Regions from separate parts of the Anas platyrhynchos genome. Here region 1 is linked to region 2. A link is a contact called in public Hi-C data. All regions are on one chromosome and are shown on one strand. Each heading gives the region's core, a stretch centred on a gene start, on an enhancer-like site or on the middle of the called end of the contact. The rest is flanking DNA. Distances are from core to core; before and after follow the strand shown.

Region 1 (5,405 bases), core at 269-2,768, 120 kb before region 2:
AAGTAAGGAGATGCTGAGCTTCTGAAGAGGCCCTCTTCATCCTTGCCTTCACACCCTGTAAGTGTAACAAAGGGATTTTCCTTCTCACCAACCTTCCCCCCAAGTGCTGGGGACCTCACTTGCTGCTGGTGAAGAATAAAGATCTCACTATCCTTAGCAGGTCTGACCCATCCCTCCACAAAATAGCCATGCAGCAGCAGTGTTATGGATGTTCCTGCCATTTGTTGTCACTCCAAACCACAGAGATACCTCCAAGGGATTCTGGTTTCAGTTAAGGGGCAGCTGGGGAGCCAGCTCCTGCTGGCTGTACTGGCTTTTGCTATTACTGCTGGTGCCTTTGCTCATGTGTCTTCACAGGTGCTTGAAGGGCTGGAGAAAGTTTAGCCCATAGCTGTACAAGGAAGCCAACTAGGAAATTCTTTGAAAACACGATTTACTTTAATATTTTGCAACCATTACACATGGAAATTCATTTGTCCACATCTGGTGATATGATCAAAGTATAAAGAGGTTTTTCTGACTGGCTACACTTAAAGTTCGAAGTCTGCATCTTCAAACACCTTCCAGATTCAGACAATTTTTTTTATTATTTTTTATTTTTTTGTAGTTCTATAGGAAGACAACTCTGCCTTCACATGGTCAGTGCTCAGTTATCTCCTAAACATTATGTTTTTTTTTTCACATTCCTGGAGTGTGTTAGAATAAGCAAAGATTTGAAGCCAAGTGCCACAATCTCAGATGCTTCCTTTGCCCTTTGGACAGTAATTAATTCCAGATATATTTCCAACAGAAGTTTCTTGTGTGTGTGTGTGAATGACAGCAAGCTTGTCAGGAAGTATGTCTGGAAATAAATAAATAAATAAACAAGCTTCTTTTCAAATTTGAAATTCTTGACCTCAAATTCTTGACTCAGGCATTCTACTGCCTCTGAACTAATAGATCAGGTAACAGAGCACTTTTACAACTAGACACCTAATAGATTCTATACCTAAAGACAAGCATGAAAAGATATTTCTTAAATGCATCTTATTTTAGGATTTACACTACAGGTAAGAAAAAAATGTGCAGCCTATGTTAGCCTCTTCCATGTCTATCCTAGGCCTTGCAGCTCAAATCTAGTAGCCTTAGATCATGCAGCCTGATGTGTCTCTGGACCCCAAGGCTGCCTGGGAAAGAGCAGTTTGTTCTCACTCAAAGGGTGAATACACCACAGAACTCCTCTGCCAAAGACCCAAAAGACCCATGGTATCTTTGTGCATAGACAAACAGTTGTGGTTTTCTCAAGGACCATTTCTAGCTAGAAAGTATAGCTATCTAATTTCTCATTGCTAATTAGCTAATTGCCTCAAATCCAATATTAATTTAATAACTGGAGTTGTTCTAATACTTGTATGTACACTCTATAAGACATTATGGGAGCTATAGCAAGAAAAGTTTCTAGACATTGCAGTGAGTTTGGGGAGGTGGTAGCCTGCAGAGGCAGTAGACATGTCAAGGCTTGACTACTGTGATAAAAGAAAAACCAAAACAACAAAAGATAAGCTTACTAAAGTTGAGTTCAGAAAAGACTTTTGACAAGGCTGTATCATCTGTGAAGAAGTAGAACTCTGTTATTCCATAGGTAGCTGAGATTATTGCATGCTAATTTTCATCCAGATCCAGTTGAAAATCCCCAAAACTTGTTGTTACAATGCAATGTTTGGTGTCTTCTTAAACATTGTGCTGTGAATACAGTTTCTTTCCCTGGCCTGCATGTATGCATGGTCTAGACTTATGTCCAGAGTCCTGCTCCTGGTTTCCCAGGTGGCATCTGGAGAGAAATGAGAAAACAGTGGTATCTATTATCACATCATACTTCTAACTTCACTGTGTTTGGATTATAAATTAATGTCAAAATGTCAAATGCTTCTTCAGGAAGCTTGAAAACATAGCTAATTTCAGTGAGAAATACCCTGTTTATCTTAAAGTTGTGTTAACTCCACTGTACTTTTTTGTGACTACCTACCAACCCAGCTAAATATGGTCATATTTGACCATCTTCATGATAACAAATCCAATTAAAATTCAGAAAAGAGTGCAGAATATGAACAAGAATTTTCCTTATTCCACTTTGTCTTCTAATGTGACACATGAGATAGAGGATATGTTTTGGCAGTGGTTATTGTCAACTATATCACAATAAGACAGCACTTATATCAAAATATATGGCATGCAGTATATATTTTTGTCTGAATATTTTTTCTCTTTGTGCATTTAAATCAAAGTTTGCCTATGACTGTGGAAAAAAATATCATAAATACAGACTAAAAACTGACTGAAAATTATGAAAAGGAAAAAAATAATTCCTTACCTCCTTATTTTTGCTTCCAGATCCACCTTTGCAGACCTGGCATAGTCAACAAAGCAATAATTATAAGGGCTGTATCATCAGAAAATGCAAATCAAAGTCTGACTTCACGTTATTTTCTATACTTTTTAAAATATATTTCTTGTCAGAACATTGTTTTGTTTCTGAGCAATAAAATCACATTCACCATCATTTTGATTGTTTCTTCCTGAAGTAAGGAACACCTAAGGAAAAGGAAATCTAAGTGGAATGAAACAATGGCCAGATTTTGATTTTAGTAACAAACTCTATGGTAAGGGTATTTTCCTAGAAAAGAAAAAATATTTTGAGAAATATAGCTATTGTGCTGAACATTTTACATCCAGTTAAAAGGTAACGATTTTCTAATCAATTTGGGAGTTTTTTAACTTTAGCTTTGTATTGGTGGTAAAATAAGAGCAGTCAAAGTGTCACAAGAGTATTCATGTGGAAGACAAACAGGAGCATGGTGAGTAGAGATGATAACACTCAATGGCACTGCCCAGTACATCCCACAGAGGCACAGGAGGTAAAGATGCTTTCTCATCTTTCACCTGCATACCTGGGAAGAAAGCAGAATCGATGCTTTAACCTCTCACTGCTGAAGAGAGGGTGATTTGATAAAATATATCACTCCAGAGATCCTCAGAATGTCTGAGGCAAGCTTGAACGGTCTTTCATGGGCTTGTCAGCTAAAATACCCACATCAAGCTGTTGCAGAAGACTGCTCTTTGAACAGAGACCTTCAGACCCATCCAGATTAAGCTGAAATGTCAGAGTAGCCTCAGGTGGGGGAAAAGAAAGAAAGAAAGAAAGAAAGAAAGAAAGAAAGAAAGAAAGAAAGAAAGAAAGAAAGAAAGAAAGAAAGAAAGAAAGAAAGAAAGAAAGAAAGAAAGAAAGAAAGAAAGAAAGAAAGAAAGAAAGAAAGAAAGAAAGAAAGAAAGAAAGAAAGAAAGAAAGAAAGAAAGAAAGAAAGAAAGAAAGAAAGAAAGAAAGAAAGAAAGAAAGAAAGAAAGAAAGAAAGAAAGAAAGAAAGAAAGAAAGAAAGAAAGAAAGAAAGAATTTCTTCAAGATGCATTTTGCAATCTCCTGTGAGCAAAGACCTTCCATTATTTTGTGGCACACTGGGACGGACAGATAATAGGTATACAGCTTGCCCAGAGTTAATAATTTTTTTTATTATTATTATTATTTTTGTCCAGCTGACAAAGAAAAACTTATTAGGAATTTGTAAGTGCTTCTTAAAGGCCAATTCAGTCTAGAGTTTTTTTCTCAGAATCACCTTAAGACTTTAAAATCTTGTTTGATTCAGAGCTGAAGACATAATTTATTTAAAGGCCAAAGAAGACAAGTAGGAAATGCCAGATTCTTGACTGGACAAATCTCTGCCTGAAATCTGTCTGTACTCTGCAGTTTAACCAGACACCCTAGCACCAAGGTCTAATAAAACAAAACTCTTTTCCTGCACTTAAAATCATCATCTTTATTTTGATTTTAAGTTACATTTTTATGCTGAAATATTCCAAGTTGACCCAACCATCATCTGTCCAATTATAATCTGTTTTAAAATCTAGTACTAATCTCAAATAATACTACATATGAATACTTGGTTCTAATAATTTCATGTTTACAAAAAGAAGTTGTGGGTGGTTCTTTATGTTGTTTTTTTTTTGGTTAGTTTGTTTGTTTTGATTTGTTTTGTTGTGTTTGACCTCAGTTGGGTAGACTTCTATGTTACAAAAATTTAAAGGAAATGAGATGACAAAAGAACAAACAACCTCTCCACTATCACAGAATCACAGAATCTCTAGGTTGGAAGAGACCTCAAGATCATCGAGTCCAACCTCTAACCTAACACTAACAGTACCCACTAAACCATATCCCTAAGTTCTACATCTAAACGTCTTTTGAAGACTTCCAGGGATGGTGACTCCACCACCTCCCTGGGCAGCCCGTTCCAGTGCCTAACAACCCTTTCAGTAAAGAAATTCTTCCTAACATCTAACCTAAAACTCCCCTGGCGTAACTTTAGCCCATTCCCCCTCGTCCTGTCACCAGGCACATGGGAGAACAGGCCAACCCCCACCTTGCTACAGCCTCCTTTAATGAACTTATAGACAGCAATAAGGTCACCCCTGAGCCTCCTCTTCTCTAGGCTGAACAGGCCCAGCTCCTTCAGCCGCTCCTCATAGGACTTGCTCTCCAGGCCCCTCACCAGCTTTGTCGCCCTTCTTTGGACCCGCTCAAGCACCTCGATGTCCTTCTTAAAAGAAGGACAGAGAAAATTATGAGAAAATTATGAGAAAATTATCTTGATAGCTCAAGAGGGAAAGCAAGGGTTCTACCAAGACATGAACATCAAGGCAACTTTTTATCCTTGAGAAATGAATTGGCCTGGAAGTTTGTAAGTACTCCTTCAAATCTGCAGGACCAGTGAATGATCAGTAAATATTTCAGGCATCACTTGAAATTTCAGCCTATAACACTGTACAAATTAAAATGTGTTATTAAATGAATGTTGAATCAAAGTCTCTTGCTGTGTTTAATAACAACTCATGCAAAAGGTCTCTGAACACTAACAAGTGAGAACATAAGACCTGCTTTATATGTCAACACTAATTTTGATGTAATAGCCTCATTTGACTGCAAAAAATAATTATGGCAATTACAACAGAGATTTTTCCTAAAGAATTGTGGCCAGGCTCATTACAAAATTCTCCCTATTGTTTCTCCATTAGCCTGCTCTGGACATTGTGCATTTGAACTACAGCTGGACTCAAACCAGCCATGTGTACCAAAATGCTTACACTCCCAGTCCATCCATCTCCTCACAGAAAGGATAGACCCACTGCATCACTTGCAACCTTGTGTCTTGAGTGAAGTGTAAACATTAAGCCAAACTCCACTTGATTCCTCTGTGCTGTTTCAGGGGGATAAAGTGCCACTCTGCTTTAACATCTTGCTTTAGGGTAAATTCCCACCAGGCCAACATGCTGTGGTGGGTACCATAGACATTAAGTGCATGTAGATCTGTGTGCTG
Region 2 (5,749 bases), core at 1,259-3,758:
GCCGTGATGCAATGCACAAACTGTTCCCTCTGCTCCTGCGCCTATTGTGCTACTAATCTATGTGAAAGCTCCCACCACTGAACTGTCCCCACCTGCAACTGCATCAGACTCCAAACTACAAGCAGCAACAAAGAGGCAGGTTTTCAGAAGTACTTGGTTTCCCAGTAATAATAAATATGTGTTTAGCTCTCCAAAAATTCACATTTCTATTCAGAAGTGCAGCTAGTTGTTGATTTCTTTATCTGGCTTGAAAATGGATGATGCTTTTCTTCAAGCCCTATACGCCTACAAGCCACTAATAGCCTGGAAAAGGGTGAATAATCCTAGCAGTGACTTTTTTTGGCCAAAGAGGAACACCAAGCTCCTTCTATCAGGTTCTGTGCCCTCCCATATTTTGCCAAAGCCATCCCTACACTGCAACAAAGCTTAGTCAACCACATGAGGAGCCTGAAGGGGTGGGTGCAGGAGCTCTGCTCTGCTGTGTTTTGCCACTGCTCCCTCATGGCTGCTGTGCCAGACAGGTGGTGCAGACGCCCAGATGGGACCTTAGCTGCCCTCTGCCTCTGGGGCATAACCTGGGGACCAATATCTGGAGAAACAAGGAGGATGCACCCCGGTAATCCAGGCTCAGATGGGACCAGGCAACCTCTTGTCCAGGGAGCATTGCAGAGGTACACCATCAGAAAGTCCCAGCAGCCAGGAAAGCCAGGGGGCAAATGGTGAGGAGTGTGCCAGCAAGGAGGAGCTGTGCTTTGTGCTCTCAGAGCAGTTACAGGACTGCGGTGCCACGGGATGGGAGGAGCACACAGGGCCTGGGGCTTCTTGGGGACAAGGGTGCACAGAGCCAGGGCCAGGGGTATTTGGGAAAGAGTCAGAGAGAGTGCTTGACTTGGAGCAGCTGGTGGGTTTCAGATTTAGTGTAGCTGCAAGGAGGAGCAAGGGGAGCTTTGAGCTCAAAGGCTCTTCCTCTGCAGCCCCACCCCGTTGTCCTCTTCATCCTATGTGAGCTCTGGTGCTCTTTGTGACAATGGTACAATGGCACATTTTTTTCCAAGCGAAAAGTAGTCTATTGAGGCACAAAGTGGAAGCCTTCAGATCTTCCCATTGAGGCCTTGAACATGTGGGGACCGCGGGGTGACGTTTTTGGGATCACCCTTGCATGAAGGCTGGGACGCACTGCATTAAAGCACAGGGAAGTCAGGCAGCTCACCTGGTGCAAAGACAGCCTCGTGCCAGTAATAACAACCCCACCCAGGGCTTTGCAGACCGTCTCTAGCAAATTATCAACAAGGCCCTTTCTGGCCTTAAAATCAGGGACTAGTTCTTGTTTTCATTGTCCAAGGAAAAATCTTCACTCAAAATATTTTGTTACGGTTTTGGTAACTCCTTCAGTTTTCAGTATCCTTGTCCCTCCTCCTTAGCTTTCTCGTAATCTGACATATCCATAGTTAATAATTTCTGTGGTACTGAATTCTCTGAATTATACATAAAGGATTCAAAAACAATCAGAGAAGAACTTGAATAATACATACTAAAATTAAATGTTTTATGATTGCTTACAGAGTGAAATTAATAAGGAGACTTGGCCAATGCTGTATAATTTGTGCTGTGCTTAAGCAGGAAAACTACAGAATCGGGATCACAGAACAGTTAAAAATGGAGAGGATCTCTGGAGGTCACCTGGTCCAAACCCTGCTCAAGCAAGGGACAACCAGAGCAGGCTGCCCAGGAGCATTTCCAGGTGGCTTCTGGAGATCTCCAAGGAGGGAGACCCCACAGCCTCTCTGGGCAGCCTGTGCCAGTGCTCCATCACCCACACAGCACAGACGTGCTGCCTGGTGTTCAGAGGGAGCCTCCTGTGTTTCAGCTTGTGCCCATCATCTCTCATCCTGTCACCTGACAGTAACAAAAAGAGCCTGGCTCCATCCTCTTTGCACTCTCCCTGCTCGTGTATTTGTACACATTGATGAGACCCCCTGACCCTTCTCTTCTCCAAGATGTACTGTCCCAGCTCTCTCAGCCTTTCCTCACAGGAGAGGTTCTCCATTCCCTTCATCTACTTCAAGGCCCTTTGCTGGACTCTCTCCAGTATCCCCATGTCTCTCCTGTAGTGGAAAGCCCAGCACTGGCCCCAGCACTCCCAGTGTGAACTGCCAGAAGCTTACAAAAAAATCTTTAATGTTCTTTAATGCTGGGCAGATGGGTGTTTCTGTTAAGTGAGGGATGTTCTGCATCTTGATTTGTAATAAAAACTTACGTCCAAGCTCACTGAAAAAACAGAATTTGGATTCTTTTTTTGTGTGTGTGTATCTGTGTGTGAAATCGTGTTTCACTTCTCTCACCTGGAAGGATGAAAGTCACTGACAGGGCACTACCAACCTCTACCCTCAATCCAAACTACTGGTATTTATGTTTATTGTCCATAACAAGAGCTTTAAGAACAGTTATCAATAACAATGTCTGACCATGGGCAAAGCGATCGCAGTGTGCCTGTTTCTTTGTCTCTGTTATCTGTCTTTTCTAACTATTTTGTCTGCTCATCTTTACGCTCTGCAGCCAGCCAGTGCATCCTGACCCTATTAGCATTAACAGCAAAAAGTCCAGTAAACCACTTACCTCTGAATTTCAGCTTGGATATAAACCTTTTGAGAGCAAACAGATCAAAGCCATAGTGTGGAGCCATGGGGGGGCTTACACACTGCTTAACATAAGAGTACTCTGAACTCGGGTGATGGCTGCCGTACAAGCGACCATGAATAAATCTGTACGGTGCTACTGCTTGATCTTCAGCTGGCATTTTGCCCTGAAATAAGAGAGGTGCGGATATGCTGGAGGTGTTAGTTGTAATGGCAGTGATTTTATGAGGTTTTCTCTACCGGCAATTCAGAACTAAACAAGCCAAGAGCAGCAATGAAGGGTAAGGCCAGGATGGGATGGTCTTCGTCATGGAGGCGAAGCTGTCAAAGTACTCGAGGGAGCTGAAAAAGAAGAGTGGCACAGAAGCGGGAGATGGGAATTCACGTTTCATATAAGCTCACAAATTCCCAAGTGAGCAAATTGCTTGGGCTTTTTGTGTCTCATTTTCCACCTAGAGGGCAATCGCATGAGGAGAAGATTAAAAATACAGTGCAGTCCATTAGCACGACAATAAAAGCATTGAGGGGGAAATACAAGCAAGGGATGACAAACTCCAGCAAGGCAATGCCACGGGTAACACAGGCAGCCAAACAAATGCAGTGTTTCCTCACACCCATCACAGCCAAAACAGAAACAGCAATGGGCATGGTGGCCTTTCACCATTCAACGTGGGACAGTCCCACTGGGCTGCAGAAACCCACTGGGTCTCAGAGCATACCTGCTGAGGAAATGTGGAATAAAAACTGTACTGCAACACGAAGGATCTGACTGAATAAACTGGGCCATATTTTTCCCTTTCTCCTTCACCATTGTAAAGTCCTTTGGCAAAATCAGAACCCCCAGGAGCAGAACGGTAAACCTGAAAAGCCCATTGCAGTGGGTTTGCTGGTGTTTTATTTGCTTGTTTGGCTGTTTGTGTTTGGTTTTGTTTGTTTTTGTCTGTTTGCTTTTGAAAGCCATTTTGATGAAAGATTAGAGGAAATTTACAGAGTAAGTTTTCCACATTTGGCACCCCAGCAAATCTGCATTTCATGGCCCACAAAGCTCAGTCTCCAGAGGAGGAAAGCCAAGGAGATGACCTCTACCTTTAGCACCTGAGTCATCTTTACTTGACCTTGCCAGAGCTAGGGCCGGTTACTGCAGCTGCGGCTTCATTATCCAGAATTTTTCAAACTCCTTCAAGCCTGAGTCGAGTCAAGTGGATATTTAAACCCCTCAAATTCACGGAATCAGCCTCGGTGAGTCACAGGGAAAGGACTGCTCCTTTGATTGATCGCATCTGTGACTCAAATCCAAGCATGCATTCGAACGAGTTAAACCATCCCCAGGGCTCACAAAACACTGTGCCAGGCCTTCTGTGTTTTGCATTAAAGTCATACCAGCCTCCGAAAGCCTCGCAGTTTGCAAATCATGGGGATTAATATTTATTACTATTGAATGTACGTGGTTGAGGCCCCTGCCCTGGGGAGTTTGCAGTTGAAATAGTACAGGAAGAACAGGCACATGTTCTCAGCTCTGGCCTTGCTCTGCTCCCAGGGAAGCTGGGGGTGAAACTTGCCGGGCTGCTGGGCACACAGATCAGGGCTGGGGCGGGCTGCAGCCTGAGCTCGTAAGAGCAAAGAGCTCTTGCCTGGAGGAGTGGACTGTGCTCTGAAATGAAGCGAGGCCGAGCCCCAGACCTCACGGTGGGTCGGCATATGTGAGCCCCCGAAGGATGTCCGCAGCTCCTGATGCTCGGCGAGGAGGCCCTGTCAGTCAGGCTGCGCAGTGAGCTAAACATCAAGAGACATCTGATGAATCACAAGCACAGCAACAGCCCAGAGGGTTGCGGAATACCTCCAGGGACTTGTTTGTGCCAGATCTCTTAGAAAGTTCAAGAGGAATTAGCTGAAGACGTGAATCAAATCGCTGAGGGGAACATGTTCCGGTTGAAAAGAGGCCCTCACGGGACTCCTGTTGCCACACTCCAGAAGCTTGGCGGCGTCGAGGCCACCCTGCCTCTGAATCAGGGTGCCCACACAGGTGTTTAATGCAGTGCAGCCCACACGTTTTGAAGCAGTTACCTCACTTCAGACATAGCTATCCAGTTAAGCCCTTTGTGGTGGCATCAGCTCCCATGCAGTGTTACAGTGGAGCCCAGCCATCGTGTTCCTGAAAAAGAGTACCTACACCACGCATGCCGCACTCACAAAGGCTTCTTCATCTCATCTTACCTTTCCGACAGAGTGCAGACAAGCCCTAAGAGAAATGATGAGAGAACAGACAAAAGGTTAGTGAACAAGCAAGCCTCTCTGAACCAGGGGATCCCACCTTGACAGACAGACAGATGTCCTGGGAATGGTGCAAAGGCTTCGCACACAAGGGTGTGGAAATGCCGTGGCTGTGAGATGTAAGCAGCAGAGAGGCTACAAAGCTGATTTCCGAAATTCCCCAGCCCTAACGCTTCCAGGGCAGCTGAGCCCAGGGACCTGTGATGGAGAAGGGCAGTGTAGCTCACCCAAGCACAACCACACTCCCATGCTGAGCTGTGGCTGCACTCCTCAGAGGAGCCCTCGTGGATGGAGCTCCCCAGCAGGCTGAAGCTGGATGAGGAGCATGAGCACATGCCTTGCTGTCCAGATGGGCCATTTGCAGAAGGAAGTTCCCCATCCACCTGTAAAAATTACCTTTATATTACTGCAGTCTGGTATTTTGGGTCTCTCCAGCAGCTTCACTGCACTCAGAGGTTCACTCGCTCGCCTGCAGGTGGACAAACGTGCAGGGGTTATTAGCCACGAGCAGCTGCTGCTCTAGGTCCACAGTCCTCAGCTCCCAAAGTCAGAGGTTCAAGACCCAATGAGGGATGGTCAGAAAACTAGCCTGGAAGGAATGTAGAGAGAAGAAGAAAGCAGCAAGGAAAACAAAGCTCTCCGAGGTTTCACTGTACCAGGTCCCCATCATCTGCCTACATTTTGCCCACACACAGTTTAATCAGCGTGCCAGGGAGCCTGGCTCCCTGCCAATGGGAATGTGGATTCTGACAATTTGTCTAAAGTGCAGTCAGAAATTGCAGCTAAACAGAAAGAGCACTTCTTTTTTCGTGTTTTTTCTTTTTCTTTTTTTTTTTTTTCCC

The links. A called contact is a pair of places that touch in the nucleus more often than the background predicts.
Region 1: a contact with region 2 is called in a Hi-C map of liver, with 2.5 times the contacts expected there. The contact joins two enhancer-like sites. A contact is called at or near these places in 2 of 8 Hi-C or Micro-C datasets (liver and subcutaneous adipose tissue).

Annotation. Positions count from the first base shown.
Region 1 is chrZ:53,246,689-53,252,093 of IASCAAS_PekinDuck_T2T, reverse strand. No RefSeq gene overlaps it. Among named protein-coding and RNA genes, the nearest start is that of LPL, 88 kb to the right of the region's middle. Within about 2 kb of position 1,518, at least 1 of the 8 cell types and tissues checked has an H3K27ac peak or open chromatin away from gene starts, as enhancers often do.
Region 2 is chrZ:53,131,035-53,136,783 of IASCAAS_PekinDuck_T2T, reverse strand. No RefSeq gene overlaps it. Among named protein-coding and RNA genes, the nearest start is that of LPL, 28 kb to the left of the region's middle. Within about 2 kb of position 2,508, at least 2 of the 8 cell types and tissues checked have an H3K27ac peak or open chromatin away from gene starts, as enhancers often do.